2 separate regions of the Bicyclus anynana genome follow, and region 1 is linked to region 2. A link is a contact called in public Hi-C data. All regions are on one chromosome and are shown on one strand. Each heading gives the region's core, a stretch centred on a gene start, on an enhancer-like site or on the middle of the called end of the contact. The rest is flanking DNA. Distances are from core to core; before and after follow the strand shown. Region 1 overlaps LOC112050340 (E3 ubiquitin-protein ligase RNF19B). Region 2 holds the start of LOC112050340 (E3 ubiquitin-protein ligase RNF19B).

Evidence for each region. A called contact is a pair of places that touch in the nucleus more often than the background predicts.
Region 1: a contact with region 2 is called in a Hi-C map of whole body, with 3 times the contacts expected there. The contact joins the enhancer-like site here to the promoter of LOC112050340 in region 2. A contact is called at or near these places in 2 of 2 Hi-C or Micro-C datasets (whole body and whole larva).

Annotation. Positions count from the first base shown.
Region 1 is chr10:14,759,756-14,765,847 of ilBicAnyn1.1, reverse strand. All of the region lies in intron 2 of LOC112050340 (E3 ubiquitin-protein ligase RNF19B), which reads right to left. Among protein-coding and RNA genes, the nearest start is that of LOC112050346, 39 kb to the left of the region's middle. Within about 2 kb of position 2,902, at least 8 of the 8 cell types and tissues checked have open chromatin away from gene starts, as enhancers often do.
Region 2 is chr10:14,697,758-14,703,346 of ilBicAnyn1.1, reverse strand. It overlaps LOC112050340 (E3 ubiquitin-protein ligase RNF19B), which reads right to left and starts at 2,484. Exons shown (of 9, transcript XM_024088592.2): 1 at 1,876-2,484. The coding sequence starts at 1,999. LOC112050345 (alpha-2-macroglobulin receptor-associated protein) reads left to right here and starts at 5,114. Exons shown (of 7, transcript XM_024088599.2): 1 at 5,114-5,423. The coding sequence starts at 5,244.

The DNA.
Region 1 (6,092 bases), core at 1,653-4,152, 62 kb before region 2:
ATTGATTTTACTCGCACATTATTCTGTAAGTGTTTGTAAACGCTCTTTGCTTTCACTGCAATATGCTGCAACATTTTATTTCAATACATAATTTAACTGTCATTCCTGGCAATGATCCAGGCAACACTATTGCAGCTATATAAATACATGTATGTAACAATGAAAATACAGCACGATTGAAAGCACCGTAATATAAGCGTACTTAGACCCGAGTTCACCGACTTTCATTTAAACGGCGTTCACAGAACCGGCCCGTCAAATATTAAACGTTGTTTGAACAAGGAGCGTTTTTTTAATTTTTTGGTCCTTTGCATTTTGGTAGTTGTGAGAGATAAACTTCACGAAACTAGCGAGCGTTACACAAACATAGCTTGCAAATATTTCTGTCAAAGACGTATTAACCGAAAAATAACCGGGGTATGCTAGCTCGGTTAAGATAACCGCCCGTTTTACGTCCTTAACCGGTATATGGGCTGTGGTGAACACGAAATATGGACTTAACGGTGTTTAACTTATTTAAACGGTTGATTATGTCTAAACGAATGTCGGTGAACTCGAACCTTAGTAATACAGCATTTGATAACTAAGCATATAAATAATAAAAGTAATAAACTTGTAAAAAACGAGCAAGACCTGTATTACCATCACCTATTATCTCTAGGGATACAAACGGAAAGTAATACAAGAAAACGTAATACAATATGGAATATTCCCTAATGGCCTCTGTGTGAAAGATGCCTTTGTATTTGTACAAAACAAATTTCCATTCAGCATTAACACAATTGGGTAAACGTAATGTTTTTTATTAAAATACATATATTTTTGGTATCAATAAATAAATAAATAGAACTGGATTTAGTTCCGTCTATATTATTGTCTGTATGTCCACCGGTTAGACTCCCCGGCACGAAACAAGTCTCGTAGACGCGGCGCTAGTGTCTTAATGGTGATCATTGTCACTTGTCACGGTGTTATTGTCATTTGTGTAAGGCGCTGTCAATTTTAGTTCAGGTTTTAGTCGCGGGACTGCTTTCGTGGCGCGGAGTCTAGTATAGTCTTACTACCAGAAAGAATTGATTTAAGCTGGGTAATCACATCGAGAAAATAATAAAAATTTCCAGCATATAATTTTTTGCAAGGCTTTTGACATTTTCTCCTGCTGAAATATTATTATTTTCAACTTATAATATAAAATCAAAGATATTTTTATAAAATTACTTATTATAGACTTAGCATTCGAGCATAATTCTCTATTTCCCATTATAACAGATTTGGTAACGAAAGCACACAAAAAGGATCACCTCAAACGAGAGAAACAAAGATTATAAAAATACATAAGATCAAACGAAATGGCTACTCTACTAGAAGTAATAAATAGCGTACTATCGTATTTACGAGATCAGCGTCTTCGGGGGAGGTGAGAACGAAAGAAATAATAGAAATATAAGCGAACGTATAATACCTAACACGAAACAATCCCATTTGGCTGGCGATGCGAACTTTACTGCTGAATAACTCAAATGATTCTTTTGATTATATCGCAGCACTTCGTACTCCATTAGGCAGTAATTTGCCATCTCATTTATTCGAACAAAAGGACGTAATACAAAATAAAAACACTACAATTTCTGAAACCGAATAAACGGTAAGTATTACGTAAAGTAGAAAGATAAGTGTTTAATATTAGAATATATACATACATATGTATATTTTATTTCTCAAAGGTCTAGAGTAAGTGGTTTTTGGGTCGATCTATACTATCAAGAGAAAATATTTGATTGTTTGCATTGAATGGGCTTTGAAACTACTGAACCGATTTGAAAAATTCTTGCAGTGTTAGATACCCCATTTATCGAGGAATGCTATAGGCTATATTTTATCCCCGTACTCCTATGGGAACGGGAACGCTGAACCGGGCGGCGTCTCCAAGAATTACATATTTTGTCATTATTACATAGGGCAGGTTCCCGAATAATGAAACTTAGCTACGGCCAATGTCTCACAAATCAAATTGATGAACGATTCCATTTACTCAATCGGTTATTAAAAATCTATTCAAATGACAAAAAAAAAACAAATTAGTCTGAATATATCTAAATACGAACGGATTATACGTTTATATAACGAACAGATATGAATATATCTAGATACGACAGTCATGTAATAAGAAAATAATTAGATTAAAGCAAACAGCATTATGAAAAATCTGTAAAAACAACAATGACTGGTTAATCTATAGGCGATTTTTTAATCTTATCTGTTTGAATTCAAATATGTCGTACAACGTATGAGAATCGATTTCATAAAAATAAAGCAGGAAAAAGGAACAAATAATGAGTTTCATTATGAATTTAATATTACGAAATAGTATTAACCCAAATCTGCGCAACAATGATTCGGTGATAATCTCAGTGACTTCTTTTTTTATATCTAATCTATTTGGAATAGGTTATAGTTTAGTATATTATTGTTATAGTAATCATTATCATACTTATCAACCCATATTCAGCTCACTGCTGAGCACGAGTCTCCTCTCAGAATGAGAAAGAATGAGAGGAGTATAGGCTACTAGTCCACCACGCTAGCCCGCTGCGGATTGGCAGACTTAAGACAATTCTCAGGTATGCAGGTTTTCTCACGATGTTTTTCCTTCTTAGTTTGAGGCATGTGATATATTTTTTTTTAATGCATGTATCTTTAAGTGTTAAATTGGATTCGAGCCTACACCCTCAATCAAAGACAGAGATCATATCCAATGGGCTATCAATAAACGACTAGGAGAATTAATTACAAAAGGAAAATCGGATCAAATTCACAAGGTTTCTGCGTATTCACAGAATATATCCTCCCGAGTCACAGTTGGGCGAGCGGCTGCATTAGGCGCGACCGGATTACCTTTGTGAGGTGTTGTAACTTGTAAAGCGAACACCTTTCCCCTCGCCTTGCCACTGCTGCTACACTGTGTACTATAACTAGGGTTACCAGGTCGCCGAAATTAAAAGCCGGACAGTCCAGCCAGTTTTGCTCTGGCAGGACAGCCTACAATATTGAGGATTTTGTGCAAGTAAGCGTGCAGTGTTAATAGGTACTTATGACAATTTTTTTTAAATCAAGCATTCAGGATTATTACCGTAAAAATTGTTCCCACACACGGTTCGCTCGCTCGTTTACGAAATGTAAAGCCTAACACCGGACACCGTTTATTTCGGCCGGACGCGGAATAGAAAAACCTATGTCCGGCATTATCCGGACACCTGGCAACTGTAACTATAACAACCGTTTACATGAGCGCAGTCTATTTTGTAATAGAATAGATTATAATCAAACAAGTTCTGTGATAATACATAATACACATAATCGGTTACACATTGAAAATAATATTGCAGTTATCTAAGAGTGAGAATAATTGATTCATTTTGCGATTGTGTATTATGTTAAGTTCCATTCGGAAACCGGAGCATCCTCAGGAGTTTTCCAGTCTAAATTGTTCAATTGCAAAGAAAGGTCTATGGACTATGAATTTTTTTTTTCTTTCTTGTAAGAAATGCTATATATAGCAATTCGGAATTGGAAAATCCGTGGTGTTATACTTCATTACTTCCGAGACATTAAGTGTTTCGGAAGGTATGCATCACTCATCACTTTAAGCCCGCCAATTCGCATTTGGGCAGCGTAGTAAGTTTAAGCTCTATACATGCTCTTTCACAATGATAGAAGCCTAGCCCTACAGCGGGTTGCAAAAATTTAATGATAACTACATTATAACACATACAAATTAGTGAGTGCATTCATTTATTTAATATTATGGAGGCACACGTTTTCGTATGCGTAAAGTGCCTAATTTTTTCCTCATGCGATTAAATTATTCATCAGGTGTGCGATTCCGCTACTTCACACTCACCGACGAACTTTTCGCCTATAACACGTCTTATTCGAATTTGAACATTATGTTTATAGGAAGCTAGAATTAAAATGTTACTAACAACGATGATGCGAAACGCAGGAAGGATGGAATTTTCCGTAATAAAAAGTTACACATACGAAATTTCGTCTTCACATAGATGTGATAGTTATCAAAACCATAGTTAATATTTCCGCATACGTGTACTAACTGTCGGTTAACTGATGACGTCACCAACGTCTCGGTTTGTCATCTCGCTGTTCCGCGTTGGTTGAAATTGAACACGCAGATTAGTCGCGATAAGATGCTAACAATAAAACAATATAACTGAGAACACAGACACTAATTTGCAAAGCATGAATGTGTTTTGTTAACTTAATTATCTATTGAGTAATATGTATAAAGATATAAATAATGTGTTTATTACAGAAATTCCTACAATGAAGACACGACTGGCGAGGGTAACGTTTTTAGAGTATGTTATATACGTATATTTTTATTATATTTTTAGAGTGTATACACAGATATATACCTACTACGAATGTATAGATATATTTACGGATTTCAACTTGATATAATATGTGGCACATTATTTTATAGAATTGCCAGTCAGGCTGTTTTAAAATTTAATTACTTAATCTACATCAGTATGTATCCGCAGTATATCTTTATTAATAATAACTACACACGACGATAATCTGGTTAAAGCCGAAAGGAAAAAGTATCAAAATACTTGGACCTCGCTCACGAGATTACCGCCATGTGGAATGTTGAATCAACTATTATTGTTCCGATAGTTGTTTCAGTCAATGTCAATGGTCTTTAGCGAAAAGCTTCGCTTTGGACACTCAAAATGTCCCGCAGCGGGAGGGTTGTTTTTTTTTATAATTTTTTAATAGTGTTTTGTACTTAATTTTTATCTTTAAAAATTAAAAAAAAACTAATAAATAAATGAGAGTAATATCAGTTACATATCTCGTCTCCACTATAACACTTAAAACTTAATGAGGTAGGGATAGGTATATCGTTTTGCATGAAACCTTTAATGACTGAAGGGTAGAATTCTATACGACGTATCCTTTTACTGAAGCACCGAGCAAGCCTTAGGACATTTTCAAATTACACATTTGATTAAATGTTATTTTAATTTTAAGTAGCAGCAGATCTTATTAGTTTTTCATTTATCACAGTAGGCACCGGAATATCAAGAAATTAATTAATATATAATCAAATTCAGGGTACTTTATATAATTTCCCGGAAACCTGGGAATTAATACAGCGTTCCCTGTGTCACTCCCACATGTAGACAACAAAATCTTTAAACAAATAGAAGCATCCATCACATTCCCACAACTGCGTGTGGACTCTGTAAACAAACGAATCAAGGTGAAGTCTGTGTTTCCTGATTCACTTGTGTGTCTTTAAAACAAGAGTGAATGAGCATTTTTACCATCAAAGTGATCATGGTCAAATGCGAACCTATCTTCTATACCTACTTATAGTAAGTCTGTAGAGAGGTCAATTCTGTACATAAAATATATTTCCAAAATAACTATCAGAGGGTGATTAGTGATCGATACTGATGCCAAAAATGTAATGAGTAAAATGTTTGTCTGTCCATCTGTATGTTCTAGAAACAAAAACTACTCGACGGATTTTAACGAAACTTGGAACTACGCGGGTTAAAACCGCGTGGCGTCGGCTATAGTTTGTAATAAATAGACCATTAGGTATATATTTGTAAAAATCCGTAAATGTATTTTGCCTTACAACGGCACGCGAATAAGTAAATCTATCGTTAATCGTTATCTACCTCCCGTCTCTCTGTCTACACTCCCACAACGGCGATAGTATCTAATAACACCTCATTTCATTGACATCTATCAAACGGTTTACACAGTAGAGTGTGCCAAAAATATGACATACTTACAAACAAACATACATACCGACATGTACCTACTATTACTGTACATGTATTATATATTTACCTACTCGTATGAGTAGGTATCAAACATTAACTTTTCAGTCGGGTAAAAAGAACCGAACTAGAAAGCTAATTTAAAAATCTATTGATAATCAAAGTTTTCCGTCACGATTAGGGTTGCCAACATTTTTTCAGAATATAGTATTTTTCAAATTTCGCTATAAAATATAGTACGCTTAAATAAAATATAGTGTTTATGGAATAAAA
Region 2 (5,589 bases), core at 1,235-3,734:
AAAATTGTATTACTTATATATTTATTTATAAATAGTTTTTACACTTCCTGAACACACAACTCAACATTATAGACAATATTTAGGTATTATTTGTTTAAATAACTTTCATTGTTTACTATGCAAATAAATGAAATGAAAATAATTAGCCACATTCCTTTGCCTCAGTTTGGACACACTAGTGTCTTATCTAATAATATAAAATCTTTGGCTAGCACATTACTTAATGTAAGTAAACACAAAGTTGTGCATGTGTTCAGAGGAGTAGCTAAATTCGGATCACTTTTTGCTGTGATTAGATTTAGATATATAACATATCTAATAGTGGTTGTCATACAATGAGTGAGCCTTGATGCTTCAAGCTCAAGATTTTATGATCTCCTTCTTGTCATATCTGTCTACTTCAATATTGAAGTGCATGCACATTGAGTAACTGGGAAATCTAGATTTTGTTTTGAAAGTTGCACAACTCTCAATAGCACTAAAAACAGGATTGTTTTAGCTTAAAATAACATCACTTTTAGAAATGGGTAAAAAACAATAGAAATTACACTAAGGACATTATCTGTTATCAGGGTCTATTATAAAGGGTCTTAACTTACAGGAAGTATTGACTAATATTGTTATAGGTCAGTAAAATTCTATATTTAGCTCAATTGTTCACCAGTGTCACTGCAATTACAACTTTGCAGTGTTAAATATAGAGATCAAATTCATCTACAGTTTGTAGGTTAATGGCAATGACCTATTTGATTGGGACCTTATTGTTTCAATGCCTTGCAATTGGCTATGGTCATAAAAATGTAAGTATAATTACAATAAACTGCTTTCTGTATTCAAGTTAACAGTACATTTACAAACATCCCATTATCAACTGATAAATTAAGCTAAACTAAATTTTTCAATAGGTGATAGGTGTTAGGATGTCTGAGTTACACAAAGGCAGAAGTCAAAGTGTCAATTTCTTTTCCTTACCTACAAAGAAAATGTTGCTTTTAACTATCAAACTTGTGTTATTTCATCACATTATTGTAGTTTATCATTTTAACTACAATGTTGGAAATCGAGAAGTCGTGGATTATGAGGTACTGCCTACACTCTTCGGAACATGAACTAACTAGTTCAAAGAGTTAAGACTATGGAAACAACAAGCGAATGTACAACAACTTAAGACATGAATATATAATAGTTTATTTATCTGCGAAAAGCCAACAAACCCATTGCACATACAGAGTATTTTGTCAGACCTGGGTGACGTTGTTGCATGGCTCAACTCAAGTGCTAGCATAATATACCATAAAAATATATAACATGAAAAATAGTTATTGATTTCTTTGGATTTATCTTATTTTTTCTTAACTTATAAAATGTACTTGTATATTGAATGTAGTTTAAAGATAAGACAATAAATATTGGAAAACAAAACAATTCTTATTTTACATTCCTATATCTAAGTCAAGTATTTTTAATATTTTTATGGTTTGAGTGAGAAAACCTTCATTGTATTTTTTCCCAGTTTATTTAAGTATTAGATATGAATTATAATAATAAATTTATAGGTTGAAACCTTCTAAAAATTATGTTACCTACTTTCACAGCAAAAAGGACAGAAGTGAATTTATCCTTTCTTAGTGCATTTGTAACCAATGTAGCAGTAGCTAACATTGGAGACATATTTAGATTTCTATATTCATGAAGTTTTCTTAATGTCTTGTTTAACCTTGCAAGACCCTCATACTATGTTTATATCATATTTTATACAACCAAGATTGTAATAGAAGAATTCTTTTGTTTATTCTTCAGCCTGTGTGAGTAACAACTTTTTTACAAAGGGAAATGTAATTTTAGTGAATAAACAAAATTGATAAGGTGACATACCTGAATGCGCGAGTCTCCGGCCCACTAAAGGGCTGTCCAGAAGCAATCGACGCAAGGACCAGCGGCCGAGAAAACCACCACCCCAGCCGCAGCCGCCGCGTCTCATCCCTTCGCGTTCCACCATCACGAAATGATATACATCACACTAACTTTGAGCACAAGTTAACCCGATGTTAACACGGCAGCCGTCAACGCGAGACTACCGTAATACCGTTACGATTTTACGAACCATCTGTATCACGAAGTATTAGTTTAGTTTTTTTTGAATTCTTTTCGCAAGTGTTGAGTAACAGTTCACCTAGCGAGGCGCATCAGCGAGAGAAAGTGGCGATGCCGATGGTCAGGCTCGTCAGACAATCGTGCACGTCCACAACTTCAGATGCAGTTTTTAGCAGCATCCCGTTTTACTGATTTTTATCTAGTAGATAGCTCTAGTGTTGTCACGATAGGTTGTTTAAACAAATAAGAAATTACACCGACTCTTAACTACGGTCCATGATAAAACAAAGACATTTGAGAAAAAAAAAAACACTCAATTAAAACTTGAACTTAAAACACCAGCCGCAACTGTTCTGACTTCTGAGTTCAACAAACAACTATGACTTGACTTCGTGTTCGTTGTTCGTACCAAAGATTACAGTGTATTATTGGAAATAGATAGGCTACTCGAACTTTTTTCGGAACGAATGTGATAGCGCCATCTAGTGACTAGATACGGTATTTTTAGTATAGTAAAAAGTATAAAAATAATAATGCATATTTTTTGTAAAGGAGAGACATTTTTGATTTTGTAATAGTTGAAGAAACCAATTGAGAAAAACAAAAAAAAAGACAAAAAGTTTTCCTTTGTTACCCCCGGGCTCGAACTCAGGATTATTTTATTGTGCCTTTGTTATGCACCACTAGGCCAAATGACTATGTGGAAAATCGTTGAAATTAATGTACACTTACTGTTTTTTTTTAATAATCCATTTGCTTTAGAAATACAAACACATTCTTTCTATTACGCGTCAAAATTAAAAGGATAAATAATTCTTTTTTTTCGGTTTTTTTTCCGTATTTACACGGGTTTAATCTCTAAAAACATTCTAGTACGTACACATCTATGTAATTGTATTTACTATCCTGGAATCTTAAATCTAGAATGTAGATGGCGCTGCTTCATAAAGATTTCACGTTCTTCTAAGTTCCCATGGCATGGTTCGTACTTCTTAGTGTAGTATTGTACAAGTAGGAGTAGGTATTGAGATTGAGAATCGAGATTCGAGAATCGAGAGGTCCAGCTAGTGACTAGCGATTTATGTCGTGAAAAGAAAAATAACGTAATCGTTTATTTACTCTGTGGTATATGCGCAAGCACAAACGACTCGACATACGACTTTTAGACCTAAGCCATTAATAATCTATATAATCTATACTTAATATAATAAAGATGAAGAGTTTGTTTGTTTGTTTGTTTGTTTGATTGAACGCGCTAATCTCAGGAACTATTGGTCCGATTTAAAAAATTCTTTCAGTGTTAGATAGCCCATTTATCGAGGAAGGCTATAGGGTATATATTATCCCGATATTCCCACGGGAACGGGAACCACGCGGGTGAAACCGCGCGGCATCAGCTAGTGGTAAGATAAGACTCGACTCGTATCTGAACTTGTATAAATTGAAAGTAAAGATATTAATAATATGGTCCTTGAAGTAAAGTATCACTAACTATACGAATCATGCCCTCGTGAAATAATGGCAAGAATACTGGCTGCATTAATTTAAAATATAATAAATTCCAGTATGGTAATAATACTAATTGAATGGCTCGTTGTCGTCGTCTAAGTTACTTCAATATCTCAACCCGGAGTTGTGAAATTGGTGTTGTTACACGCTCGTGGTTTGAAGAAAACTTTAAGCTGTTGGTCCTGTTCATTATCAAATCTGATAGTAACTTTTTTCTTCATAAAATTTGATAAAATTCAAACGTTTGTTCCGATTTTAATTTTTTTATCCGAAATTATCGAATACATGGAACGGGGAATCGTTATTCGTTACTCGATTTACGTTTGCAATCTCTAGTTACCACAGAGGTAAAATAAGCTAGAAACTGACACCAATGTGACTAGCGTTGCCAAACTTCCCCAGTGGTAGAGTTCCTCAAATTGCGGGGAAATAGTGTGTGATTGTTTGTATAAGGGTAAAACTTAAGTTTGGAGTTTACACCTTAAGAATCGGTTTTTCATTTAAAGCCCCCGGTATAAAAAATATGGAAAGTTTTATTACGAAGTCAAGCGAACTACAAACATTCGTAGTTGAGCGCGGCACATTATCGTATCATCGGGATTCGGGATAATCGATTGCCTAAGATCAACGCAGCGGACGCTCTTTATTCTAGGGCAGTAAATATTCATCATTTCTTACATAAAACAAGCAAAAACACAGTAAGCACCAGTACAAGCCACTTCTCACATGTGCGTATATTTTTTCGTCTTTTTATTAATTTTTGTTCCTACAAGGAATAAAATCATCATCATCAAATTGAAATATTATGGCCAAAACCTTATTTTAAAAATTGCAAACTTTTTTCTTTATTTCTGCAACTGGGATATTTTTTATCTTTAATTTGGGCAAATTAACTTTGATATTTGGGAAATTAGTGAAATAGGTGGCAACGCTACCTGCCACTTCATCATTGTTCATCTCTTTGACATTATTAGATAGTAGATCTTTTATCTATGGTACGTATGGTTCATCTTGACAGACTGTTTAGTGCGTGTATACGTATAGTAGCAGGGTTCCCAACTTAGGGGTTTTCCCCCCAGATTTAGGGGGCAAATAAGTGAAATGGGATTTTTCTAGGGGTCTGAAATTTTTAGGGGTATTTTCAGGGATTTTTTGACTCTTTAATATTTTTAAATTAATGATAATTTTAATATTTCTTTCTTGACCTAGGGACTTATAACGACATATAATACGTTATTCTACAACCACTCTGAGGCAACTGGCGGCAATTTTCATCGAATAAAAAAATCGTTTTTATTCAGTAAGTTAAATCTTCAGATAAAGACGTAATATTTCGTCTGTATTAAATATAGAGTTTTTAAACATATTTCATCATATTATTTCTACATTATTATGAATTTTTATTTTTAGGGGGACAACTCAATAATTAAGGCGATTTTAGGGGTTTTTGACACAAACTTTAGGGATAAATATTTTGGAGAGTTGGTAACACTGTATAGTAGTGGAACTGTATAAAGTGATCTGTGGTGGAACTTGGTCTTGGAAATTGGAAAATCTTCATTCAAATGTTTATGTTGGGAAATCTATCAATCACATTTGTAAATGTTATTATAGTATAATTGTATCAACTATCAATAATAATGGCTTTTTACCAATTACTTCGACTTGTTACTATAATCTATTTAATCAATAATGTTTTATCTGAAAATAAATATAGTCGTACTGCCAATGAACAGGAGAAAAGCGAAATCGATTTCAGGACTCTGGAAAAACCTTTCAGGATGAATAAATTAAACTTGGTGTGGGTGAAGGCTCAACAGGTAAGATTTCATACACTAACTTTTCCTTAGACGTGCTTGATCTTTTTCCTGTAATAAAGCCTCTGACATAAAAGAGGGAGGTACCGGTAAACTTACACGACGGCCTGACTCCTTTATTGGTGTTGTTTATGATTTGGACGTAAAATACTTTGTATAGTATATACTA